4 separate regions of the Mus musculus genome follow, and all the other regions are linked to region 4. Evidence: chromatin contacts called from public Hi-C data. All regions are on one chromosome and are shown on one strand. The core of a region is the stretch at or near the end of the contact, and the rest is flanking DNA. Distances in the headings are between cores, read along the strand shown.

What was found. Hi-C and Micro-C count contacts between places; a contact is called where the count stands out from the background.
Region 1: a contact with region 4 is called in a Hi-C map of the N1E-115 cell line, with 4 times the contacts expected there. The contact joins two enhancer-like sites. A contact is called at or near these places in 1 of 39 promoter capture datasets (liver), 33 of 484 Hi-C or Micro-C datasets (the C2C12 cell line, the N1E-115 cell line, adipose-derived mesenchymal stem cells and 15 more) and 4 of 115 datasets of contacts at active chromatin or transcription factors (astrocytes, embryonic fibroblasts and embryonic stem cells).
Region 2: a contact with region 4 is called in a Hi-C map of cerebellum, with 2.6 times the contacts expected there. The contact joins two enhancer-like sites. A contact is called at or near these places in 6 of 484 Hi-C or Micro-C datasets (astrocytes, cerebellum, cerebral cortex and 3 more), 2 of 115 datasets of contacts at active chromatin or transcription factors (both in astrocytes) and 1 of 9 other capture datasets (embryonic stem cells).
Region 3: a Hi-C map of uterus shows a contact between it and region 4, with 4 times the contacts expected there. The contact joins two enhancer-like sites. A contact is called at or near these places in 1 of 39 promoter capture datasets (the 3T3-L1 cell line) and 5 of 484 Hi-C or Micro-C datasets (cortical neurons and uterus).

Annotation. Positions count from the first base shown.
Region 1 is chr11:17,679,635-17,682,646 of GRCm38.p6, forward strand. No RefSeq gene overlaps it. Among named protein-coding and RNA genes, the nearest start is that of Etaa1, 270 kb to the right of the region's middle. Within about 2 kb of position 1,262, at least 7 of the 459 cell types and tissues checked have an H3K27ac peak or open chromatin away from gene starts, as enhancers often do. A contact at or near this core is called in the N1E-115 cell line, where this site is marked.
Region 2 is chr11:17,304,773-17,307,737 of GRCm38.p6, forward strand. No RefSeq gene overlaps it. Among named protein-coding and RNA genes, the nearest start is that of Gm31268, 19 kb to the right of the region's middle. Within about 2 kb of position 1,444, at least 38 of the 459 cell types and tissues checked have an H3K27ac peak or open chromatin away from gene starts, as enhancers often do. A contact at or near this core is called in cerebellum and neural progenitor cells, where this site is marked.
Region 3 is chr11:17,662,564-17,665,531 of GRCm38.p6, forward strand. No RefSeq gene overlaps it. Among named protein-coding and RNA genes, the nearest start is that of Etaa1, 290 kb to the right of the region's middle. Within about 2 kb of position 1,493, at least 19 of the 459 cell types and tissues checked have an H3K27ac peak or open chromatin away from gene starts, as enhancers often do. A contact at or near this core is called in uterus, where this site is marked.
Region 4 is chr11:17,459,092-17,462,077 of GRCm38.p6, forward strand. No RefSeq gene overlaps it. Among named protein-coding and RNA genes, the nearest start is that of Gm31268, 140 kb to the left of the region's middle. Within about 2 kb of position 1,485, at least 50 of the 459 cell types and tissues checked have an H3K27ac peak or open chromatin away from gene starts, as enhancers often do. A contact at or near this core is called in the N1E-115 cell line, cerebellum, neural progenitor cells and 1 more, where this site is marked.

The sequences.
Region 1 (3,012 bases), core at 12-2,511, 220 kb after region 4:
GGTCAGAATGAAGACATTTATAGAACTGTCTAGGGGACCATGTGATAAATGTGTAGGAAGAGAGAGGAAGGTAGGGGTGTTGCAGAGTGGAGCAAGAGTCACACACACACACACACACACACACACACACACACACACACACACACACACACGGACTTGAAATTGCTCAGGAACTAGACTTCCTTCTAAACACAAAGGAAGAATGCTGCAGTGTTTTCAGTCTGTACATGAGATAGCCCAGTTTACTTTAAAACACAGAGAACTACAGAATGGAAGGTTAGGAGCACACAAGGAAGATAGGACACAACTTGACGTAAAGATGAGCAGTGCTAAAAAGATGAAAGCTGTGACAGATGAGGGATAAGAAATAGGCACATATTTTTGAAGCAGAGCTGACAGGCCTTAATGGGAAAGCTGAACATGAGTAGGACCTATCAAATAGTGAAGATGGACTATGGCCCAGGTGTGCCTGAGTCCAAGGTTTTTTGTACTGAGTGTTGTCATTAACATGCTAGACAGTCACTATGGATGGCATATGTCACTCATGGCTGGAGCATAAGAACATGCTCAGCCATAGACACTGTTATCAAGGACACTGGCAGTGGATATAAAATAAAGTTAGTCTAGGGACTAAGTGAGCTTGGACCAAGAATTACAGAGTTAGATAAATTGTATTGGCAAAAAGGAATTAGTGTTGTGTGAGGGCAGTGGAGTCAAAGACCTAGAGGTGGGGGTTCACATAGATGTCATGGAATAATAAAATAGATGTCCCACATGAATCAACTATGCAGAGAGCAAGGTATGAAAAGATAGTTGTGGGTGGAACTGAAAAGTTAGATAAATTGTGTATAGTATAAAAGTTTTAAATGGAAACTCTCAAACCAATTTATCCTCATCATGGAGCTATTGATTCATAATAGGGAATTAATGTCATATATTACATTCCTCATAGCATCATTTTAAGTAAAAGTTGGGAGTAGCACCATTCATTGGCAAGCATATAGGCATAACCGAGCATAAATAGCAAAAGCAGAATATGAAACTTTATGTTATGTATTTCTATCACTTCGTATAAATGAAAAACATTTTCTTACCTCTGCCATCTTTTTCTTCTCCTCTGTTCCTTTACATTTGACTCTAAGTAGAAATGCACTATGTGTCTTGACTGTGGGGATATGTCTGCTATCTATGAGAGCTGGAACTTCCCTTAGACTTATGGGAACATACAGATTTTGCAAACAGCATTATCCTTTACCATTAATTTTTTTTCTGAAAAACTGTAGCCAACTCCCAGTACAATTGAGAGATTCATAAATTGGGTCATGTAAATACAAGCCTCCATGTTTCCAGCTCTGTGGATATAGGGAAAGACCCTGGGGGAATCTGCTGGAATCTCAGTAGTTGGTTCTGAAACCCAAGGGTGTCACTGCCAATCTTGGGTCCCAACCTCAGGGCTGGCTGGCTGATAAGCCGTTTATGAGCTCAGTTGCAAATTGCTTCCAACTGAATCTTACGTACTGAAATATTCACCTCTGAGCTTCCAGCTGTGCAGTGAAAGGAAATGAGTCATTTCTGAAATTGTAACAACTGAATCAAGCTCTGCTGCTTTTTTTCAGCCCAGATTCCACGCTGTATTCAAATGAAGGACAATTGGCATCAATATACTTTATTACCACCTTTACTCGCATCAATCTTCTAGTGTACTGAGCTTGCCTAGGATCTAAATTAGTTTTATATGAATCATTGGTCCAGTGTGCTATTATTCACACTCTGTCTGTACACACACACACACACACACACACACACACACACACACACACACACACACACACTTCTCAATCCTTGGACAAAGTGCTCCATCTAGTCAAATGATTCCTCCTTTGGTGGGAAAAAGTCAGAACGTTTATTAAGAAAGATTCATAGATTTAAAACTTAGTTTTTGTTTTGAGCCCCATGAGCAACATTATTCATTCTATATAAAATTTTTGAACACATGAGTAAAAAGAATGTGTTTCTACACATTTTTGCCTGTTTCATATGCAACAGCTCTATTTCCCGACGAGTGACATATTTTTCCATCTTGCTACTCACAATATGCAAAGCTCTGACATTTGACTCAGACTACAAGCTCAAGAAGGTTAGTGTACATTTAGTCCATCATAGAATACAAACTTCTGTTGTTTAGAGAACAGTTGTTTGCTGGTCATTGTTACACACCATCTAAAACCCTTTATTTAAAAAGATCTTAAAAAGGAAAAAGTCAGAAACTGGATGCCCAGATCACTTAAACTAGTCTTTTACTAGGCCTTGACATTGCCATGGGTTCTTCTGTCTCTGTACGTTTGCTGAGCCAACTTCTATCTTTCTCTATTGAGTTCTGTTCCTTCAACATGGCACTGCCAGTTCTTTTGCAGAGTCACTTAACTGTACAGAACTAACCTGGTGACCTCCTCTTTTGAGATCATTCCTTTAGCTTCTTGCTGCTTTAGGTTACCAATTATACTCTCATTCCTCTGTCCAGCCTTTGAACTAGATTTAGGTAGGTATCTACAAACGATGTTGAGGCAGATGGTTTCCATCTCAGAATCTCCAGTCTTCCAGCTCCTATCTGGGAGTTCCTCGTTCAATTTTCCATATCTGTTAACCTTTGTCCTTCTTCCTTTTCTTGTATCTGTTGACATTTGCCCTTCTTTTATCCTTTAGGAAAACAACAGTAGTATGATCCTACTGGGCCTATGACTCCTAGAGTCCTGAGCATTTGACCAGGCTTTCAGTACCAGGTCTGGATTCTTACCTGTGGAGTAGGCTCAAATCTAATCAGAAAGTGGTTGGTTACACCAGTAACCTTTGTGCCACTATTGTACTTGTGGATATATTTTGCCTAGTTCATTCGTATCAGTGTACAGGGCTGGCTTCTGGAATACTATTGGTGTCATTTCTCTTTGAAGAGAGATCTATAGAGCATTTCCCAACACTGTGATACCTAGTCAGCATGGGGGAAGTTTTACATAA
Region 2 (2,965 bases), core at 194-2,693, 150 kb before region 4:
CTATAAAGAAGGAGTGTTATTATGAGGATATTTGAGGAATTGTATGTTTCAGTGATGTTGGGGGGATGCAGAGTTAATGGTATGACTGGGGGAGGTATTGACTCAGCTTGAGAAGAGATGAGTGGAGACTAGGTAAAGACCCTGAGCCACTACATAATTATAGGCCATATAGGGTGTGTAATGCAAGATTAAAGGGGGCTCTGTTCACACTGGGGACAACATTCTCTATGTTACTAGAGGTAAGAAATGTGGACTATTCCAGGTAATGAAAGTACAGAAAATTGGATGGCAATCCTGTGTACGTGTTAAATCATGAGGAAGTTCAGAAAGAACTGGGTGAAGAGTATACAGGATACATATACATGAGAGAATTCCAGAAAGGTGAGATTACTAAGTGGAAAGGGATTTGGGCAACAGGAAGAGAACAGTCACCATTTGAAGTAACATTGGAGATGATGTTACCTCCTGACTGTGACATGATGCTACAGAAAGTAGTTTCACCACCTGCAAGGGACTTTTTTTAGGAACTGTGTTTGTTGAGAGCTGGTTGTCAATATAAGAGAGCCATGGGCCTTTGATCATCTCACTATGGAGGGCACAGTGGGAAGGTTTGAACGGGAAGGGAGAATTGGGTTTTGGTTCCATGGTCAGGAACTAAGAGGGCATAACTGTGGAAGAGATAACTCATGGAAGAGTAGATTAAGTTGAAGATGAAGGAAAGATCCAGATCCAGGACCTCTGACGTCATAGCCTAGGCTTGTTTTTAGTCAGGGTCTTAGCCTTAGGACTATGTGTTTTAGAAAGGTTTTAGGAGAACTTTTGCTGGAAGGGGCCAGTTCATGCTTTGCAGGATGTGTAGGGACAGCTCAACATTTTACTTAAGTTATCTCAGTGGCAAATAGAGGCTGAGGTTATCAAACTTGCCTCCAGATATTCCTAAGTATCTGTTGGGGCGGGGGAGGGAGTAAAATCATTTCAGTTTTGTGCCATGGAGAGACTATAGCTCAAAGTTGCGGGACCTAGATGCTCATGTCCTTGCAGCTGAGAAATAACAATGGATATCTCTTTATTCTTTTATGTATTTTGCCTTAGAAAATTATAGCTTACGTGTGTGGGCTTTTTAAGCAAACAGGAGACTGTAGATTGCCTGCCATCAGAAGAAGTTGTCATTGTTGGTTTTCAGAGATTCTTCATTTAGAATTCCTTTCCATAAAACAGCCTCAGAATCAAAGCTTCTGCAGGAATCGAAGGAGGAGGTGTTAAAGTGCAAAGTGGTTCTGATGGTCTGGGTAAAATGAGAGAGAGTAGGTTTCTGTTGTGACTGTCCCCAGAGCTATTTGGCATGAGTACAAAGCTTTGAGAGTAGCAAAGCTGTCCTCTGTGGAGAGCTGGTCTGCAGTGCCTGGGTGAGCAGAGCCCAAGAGGCACTTGGCACAGCTCCTGCAGACTTCATTCCCATGCCAGTTGGATGGGATTCGTTGAACTGTGCTTGGTGCCAAGGACAGGGTGGGAAAGGCGAAGTAAATTCAGACAAAAGAAGGGGTGAAGCGCCTGAAGACAGGCTTTTCCAGCCTTTCTTATGTGCTCTCAGCTGCACTGAAGATGCAAATATTTCGACTGCAGCCATAGCCCTTTTGGAGAAATAGCAGGGCATACTGAACATGGTGATAGTATCACCTCTATTCACTGGACAAAAGACTTTATTGTATAACAAAATAAAACATGTTTTCCTTCCAGTTACTGCTTTGTGACAGTCTTTAAAAATGAGTATACAAAGGAGTTATCCAGAAACTTGGCAAAAGTTATTTTAGACTTGTTCCTTCCAAAATATCTGATTGAAAGAGTTCTCAGCTGGTTTTCCTGGCTTGCTGAGCAGTTTTCAAACAGTCTCTTTTTCTGGTCAGTTGTGAGTAGGAGGAATTAACAGAAGTAGTTGCATCTTATTTCTGACATTTATAGGCATACTTATTCCAGGCTGATTAACTGTTAATGTAGAGGGCAAGTTCAGGCTCTTGTCAGGACGAGAGTTCACGTCTGATGCCCTGGGATACTGGAGTACCTCCTCTCCCCCACGCAGAGGATCAGCACCCCTCTCCCTTCCAGTGCCACACTTCAGGGCCTCTTTTCAATTTTTTAATGAACTATGATGTTAATTTTTTACTTCCAGAGTTTATTTGAGTTCTCAAATATCCTTAGGAGTGAAACACTCCATGTGACCTGAAGATGAAACTTATTCTTCCCAGTAAAAAAAAACAAAACAAAACAACTAATTGAGATATTCTTCCATTTAATACTTCAGGAGCAGAAGATGCAGGCAATTTCTCACGAGTACAATCCTGAACAGTGTATCTCACGTGCCACAGACTGGATGATTCCAGTACCACTCATGTAATATGCCAGAGTGATGAAGACAGAGAGGGGGCCTGAGCAATGGTTGAAACAAGGGTGTGACTGGGGATGGCAAAGGAATTCCTTTGTGGGGACAGAGAGGTGCCATATCTGGATGAGAGGTGTGGTCACACAGCCCACATGGGATAAGCTGTCACAACACTGTATGAAAACGATGCATGCTAGAAAGCACAACCAACAACAGTCTGTGCAAAAAGAGATGAAATCCGAGGAAAGCCGGTGCTTGGTTAACTGCGTAGAGTTAGTGTAGATTCCTTGGTTTTGATAAGATGTATAAAATGGTGCCATTAGAAGAAGCTGGGTGATAGCACATAAAAAATTCTTTGCACTATTTTTGGGACTGATTGTGAATCTTAAGAATTATTTCAAACTAAAAATTAAAAATAAGCTATAAAACAAGCCTGGGGTCAAATAGCCTCACAAATGATAGTTGACTAAGGAATGGATGAATGGATGAATGAATGAATGAATGAGGTGAATTGCTGAGTAAGCAAAAAATATGTCAGTATCCTGTTAAGGATTTAGGAGACAGATGAAAATAGAGTTTTAAAATTTC
Region 3 (2,968 bases), core at 243-2,742, 200 kb after region 4:
ATCCATCCATCCATCCATCCATCCATCCATCCACCTATCATTCCTAAAGTTTTCTGAACCTAGAAATAAGTCTGGCCACATGTTCTCTTTGATGAAACCCATTTCATCCTGGGGTGGTGGTCCAGTCTTTCCATTGATGTCATCCGCAGTTTCTATTTACCTTGGGAGTAATTCCTTAACCTCTGACTTCCTGTGTAATGGTGACAGCATCCCTTTCTTGTGCAAAGGACAATGACTATGCTGTAGTACCATTGTAGTCACTCTAGATGAGCAGTTTGCCCTTCCCTGTCTTTTCAGCCAGCCTACAAGAGTGAGACAACATGAGTGAGGAAGCAATGAAAGGCCAAGCAGAGCAAAAATATGTACTATTAGTTCAGTGAATGAAATTGAACTAATTATGATGGAAATGCAAAACTATCTGGTAGATTTTCAAACACCAGTCCTTTGAAAGCTTTATTTTTTGAACTTCCCAGATACTTATAACAACATATAACCCCTAAAATGAGTAGATACCTGTATTGCTATCTTACGAAATGGTGTAGAAAGTAGGGTTTTTTTGTTTTAAGAAAGGCCGTCATCATTACCATTTTCTTCCTGTGTTTCACTTGTACATCTTTTAAATTATAGCTATTATAATAAAATGATGAATCATCGACTATCTTTATGGGATTACTTCAATATTCACAATGTACAGCATTTCTTCCAGGGCTTAGATAACAAAGTACATTTTCAGGACTTTGGGGATATTTTTCCTTTTGTCTGACAAGAAAACCACTGGTAACTTTCTCATGCCTACTGTTGTCTATAATGATGATGGTTATTTTGATGATAATTTTATTATTGTAATTATATGAATATGCTACATTCCCCTATTAAATATTTGCCTGTTATGAAAATATATGTAGGGGAAGATTTAAATTAGAGTGAGCCATGGTTTACACTGGGTTCTTACCTGAGAAGATTTTTATGTTCCTACTGTGGAAAGCCTCTTTGGTTTTCTAGGAAGTTGGAAAAATAAACACACAGAAGAGCAATTTTTAATATAACTGAACCAAAGATTCTTCCCTAGTAAGAGGCAGAGACAGGCCTTCCTATGGTTGCTTCAGACATCCATTCTTGAGTATTATGCATGCCATGTATCACTCTCCAAATCTTGGAAATCGGCTGTAGAGGTATAGAATACACATTTCTGTTTTTATGCCACAGATCACAGATAAGCATAAACAGAAACTAGATACATGTAAGTCGAACTCAGTATAGAGTGACCTAGTAAGCAGTGAGTTAGACCTCGCTGCAGGATCTGAGCATCCAGCCCACAGGCGACTCTGGGCTGTGTTAGGTAAGCTGCCTAGAATGGTTTATTTTTAAAGCCTTGTGCCTTGTTTGTGTGTAGTCCATTTTTATGTTGCCTCTTACTCTGGGTTCTTCAGCCTTCGCTGCGAGCTGGCTGCTTTATGGAGCTCTTGGGAGGACCTTGCTATGATGAAATTGGAATGCCTGTGCTCCTCACCTCTCTGCCAATTTGGGTTTATTTCTGTGCGGACACAGGTTTGGCAGGCTCTCCTGTTGACAATTATAGGCTAAATCCATTTCGGGCTGTTCGCCAAGCTGGGCCCACAAAAGGAAATCAAAGGAAAGGATAAGCAAGTGTGTTAGGGAGAATAATCTACAGGGACCAAGTCCAGGCTTTAAATTTGAGGATGTCCAGGGTGGGAATTATAATGGTGGATGAGTGGAACAGATTAACGTACATTTGCAAAGATTTATTCTGTGATATGAAATGTCTACTTAGAGCAGTTTTAGATGGCAAAAGAGCCCTACTAAGCAGCCTGGGGACTGAGGAAACTGGGCTCGTTAGTAGATTAAACTACTTCATTTTGTGACTTGTCAAGCTGTGTATTGTTATGGAAAGTCACCTCAGTTACATATGCTTCTTCATCCTTTTTATGGTGAACAAAGTGAATTGACGCATGTGTGCAAAAGTGCTACAATGAAACCTATTACTTTGTATGGCGACCTAAAACTTTTAATTGGAAAAAATAAATAAAAGATCACTCTGTCCTCCTGTCCTCCTGTCCTCCTGTCCTCCTGCATGCACTTCCCATAGATACCTTTCAGTGAGCTTCTTGCTTCTAAAGCTTCCTGGAAGATCCAATGAGTGCAGAAACAGAGTGGCCGAGGGGACAGGCTTGCAAGGAGGCAGGAGCTAGAAGTAGGCATATGCCTGCAGCTATTGATCCTGCCTGCTGCCCAGAGCAGGTTTCAGTGGTTTCTTTGAGAAGTGCACTATCTCAGTCTTGGGTAGATAGGTGCCAGTGGATTATTAGTTTTGTGAAATGACCTTGTCAGGATCGGGAACTGTGAACAGCACCCAGGACTTTTGAATCCAAGGGAAGCTACACATCAACGACTCATTTGAAGATCTGTGTCTCCTTCTTCCTCATAGACAATCTGTGACATATTGTCCTGGCAACTTCTTTTTAATAGTACCCTCTTCCATAACCTGGGCAGGAACATACACAGGGAAAAGTCAACACAGTTCAACAACTTTATAGGGAATCATTCAGATCTGGATGTGGGGCTATCACATGCAATTACAACTCAATAAATACAGAAGCAAGCAGGTCATTGAATCTAAGTTCTCATCTTCGTTTGATAAGCATTCAAACAGCTTTGGATAATGAGGTTGGTCAACTAAACATTTTATTAAAATCTCCAAGTAACAAAGAGATATGAAATAGTACTCCTTTATACTTGCCAAGAAATTTTCACACCAATCCCTCCCTGATGTCTAACATCAGAAAGGAAAAAAACAAAACAAAACAAAACAAAACAAAACAAAACAAAACAAAACAAAAAACAATCTGAGGCCAGGGTCAGGAAGAATGTGAGAGATCACTGGTTTCTGTAAAGACCATGGCCCAAAGGCAGCAAGGCCCCAAACTACTAAATTACAGCAATAAAACGT
Region 4 (2,986 bases), core at 235-2,734:
GTAAGGCTGCCAGCTAAAAAAGGGAGGAAGCAAATATCTACTGTCTAGTGACCTGAAAGCAATTCTTCAAGTCTATTCTAGTAGAAGGAATTTCTTTCTCTTGGAGTAACTTGCAATTAAAAAGCAAAGGGCATGGCCGCGAGAATCGGAACTATAGAGAGAAAATATGCCCTTTCTTATGACACTTCTCAGCACACACAGACTGCAAGTTTGCTCATGTTTTGATAAGACTTTAAATAGAGATGTTTGCATTAAAACTTTTTAAAAAATCCTTTTAGCTTTCAGAAATTCAGTTTGTGGGTGGAAAGGGCATGTTTAAGGCAAGAGAATGTGAGTGAGCTGTGGCTGTGGCTGTGGCTGTGGCTGTGGCTCAGTGGTTGAACACTTTCCTGACTCGGGGTTATAACCCCAGCACCAGAAAAAAGGAATCAACTAAACTAGCACAAATCAAAGATCCCACAGGCTTTAGCTCTGATATGATACTATACCCTAATTATCTAGGCCAACACTTATAGAAATAGATGATGAATAAGTAATTTTATTTTTTGGTAGTCATATTAAAAACATGGGGGAAAAAACTACAGGTGAAATTGATTTAATTATTTTTAAATTTAATCCAATTATTACAAATATCTTCTAAGTATGTAATAGGTATAAAAAAAGCTAATTTGCACCCTTCACAGCACAATCCTCCCCTTAAACTCTTTGCTTTTGTATCCATCGATCCAGCATTATTTAAGCACAGCCACAAGTAGCTTGTGGTTACTAGATTACAGGGGAGGTGGAGATGACATCGGTTATACCTCATTGCACACCTTCCTAGTAAACAGATGCCTCAAGAGAGGATTTTTCATTATGATCATTGTCTGAAGAGTAGAGCTTGTAGGCGTAGACTGTTTAAATAGGAGGTGAAATGTCTCTTTAGACAGGCCATGGATTCCAAATTTTCTGGAAGTTACTGGTTTCCAAGCAGGTAGATGCAAGGCATCTAGTTTTTTACCTGTAGAGGGAGCTCTCTCCCCTCTGCTCTCTCTTTAATTTCAATCCCAACCTTGGTTCTTAGAACCCTGCAGTTCTGAGTTCTTTCACCTGGCTTGGTGGAGAGTTTGTGTTTGGCTCCAAACCAGCAGTACTTTCACAATCTGCACACGTTAAAGGCAGCTAAAATGCTAGGACACCAGCCGGGTGGCGGCTTGAATCTGTGATTCCCAGGCAGTCCAGGGAAATGATAAACAAAAGTCTTTTGTGCAATATTAATAAGCTTTAAGCACTCCCCAGTGAGCCTCTTGTCATCCAAGTAAGTCATGTGTATCAAAAGCCCTTATACGTGGAAGTTTGTTTTCATATCTGGCCCACGATGAATGGGAGCCCCCTTTGCCATGTTGTAAAACAAACATTTGTTTATTTTCTGAGCAGAGCTGGCAGTACGACTCAGAAACTGGAGCTGAATGGAGAGCCCCTTTCCAAGGAGGCGCCTTTGAAAACCCTCTGCCGCAGCTTTCCAACTGTCAACTGATCCTGAACTGGGTTTACATTAAGACAATAACAGTGTTTCCTAAATAAATAAGTTAGAGACACCCGTGGGCCTTAATCAAACCCATAAATGGCTTGTAGGGTGGGCCAAAAGGTTTTTTTTTTTTTTTTTTTTTTTTTGCTGTGCAGAGAAATAACGTCTAGTTCATCTTACCATGTATGGGAAGCTTGTGTTTTTGAGACAGAAGGGTTTCTTTATGGTAATTATACTGTTTTTTTTTTTTTTTTTTTTTTTTTTAAACCAACAACAAAAACAAAAACCGCCTGATAGAGCTTTCTCTGGACCTCTGGGACAAAAGAATGTGACACTTTTCTTGGGTGAATGCCACGGTGCCAAGCAGGCATTTTCTAAAGAAGAGAGGTGTGGTCACCCTCCCAGTCGATAATGTAACCCCCTCCTGGCACGTAAAGAAAATAAATGAAAGCTGTAAGATGAACCATCTGCTACTGCGATCTGGCTTCTTTCTTCGTTGACTTGGGGCTTCCGGGAATTCCTTTCACTCCAACAAGTTTCAAGCACAATGGCCTTAGAGGCAGAGGGTGGAAACCAGGAAGCACCACTGAGCGCCGGGAGCTTGGGTTTCTGCGGGTTTTCCCGGAAGGCGGGAATTTCAGCCTCTTACTGGAAGCTGCGTTTCTCCCGTAAAAGACACATTCTAGGGAAAGACTGAAAGCTGAAGAGCTGAAACAACAGTTGCATGTAAATGAAAACAAAAAATTAAATACTACTGCGCATCGTAGGAAGTCTGTAGAGATTCTTTCATACAGGTATCCTCAGCTGTACGGAATCATCATTTGCAACTTTCAGAAACAAAAGCTTGACTATAATATATGTATAATATGACTTTGGTTATAGCACATGCATAATTTTATAACTTACTTTTGGAAGGCTTGGATTTTTTTCATGTGCATTTCCTCAGACTACCATCTAATATTTATAATAATCATTTTTCATTATTATAACTATGTATAATATACAACTAATATTATTACAATGTTATAATAACATAACCAATATTATAACATTGTTTCCACGGATGTACAACTTTCCAAGTAGATGTACTATAATTCACATGTCTGCCTTTTTCTTTCAGGCAACATGGGATGCTTATGATTGCTTTCACAGCACAATTTCTTTCTTGGAGAAATATTAATTGGGATAACCACAAAGTTATTAATACTTAGGGATTTTTAACACACAATATCATATGGTTTCCCAGAAGGACTTGAAAACAAACTGCTTTTCTAACTGCAACCACTCACTACAGTGTAGTCTTCTTAGCTTTCACTTCCTCTTTGCCCTTTCTGTCTGTCTAGAACAATCCCACCACTCACATGTCCTTCTTTAAACACCTTCACATAAGCATTTCATCTATGTGTAAAAGTGGTTCTCGGATACTGTCTCTCTGAGACCTTAGGAGAGTATGCCAAATTCAACCTATTTTTATTATTA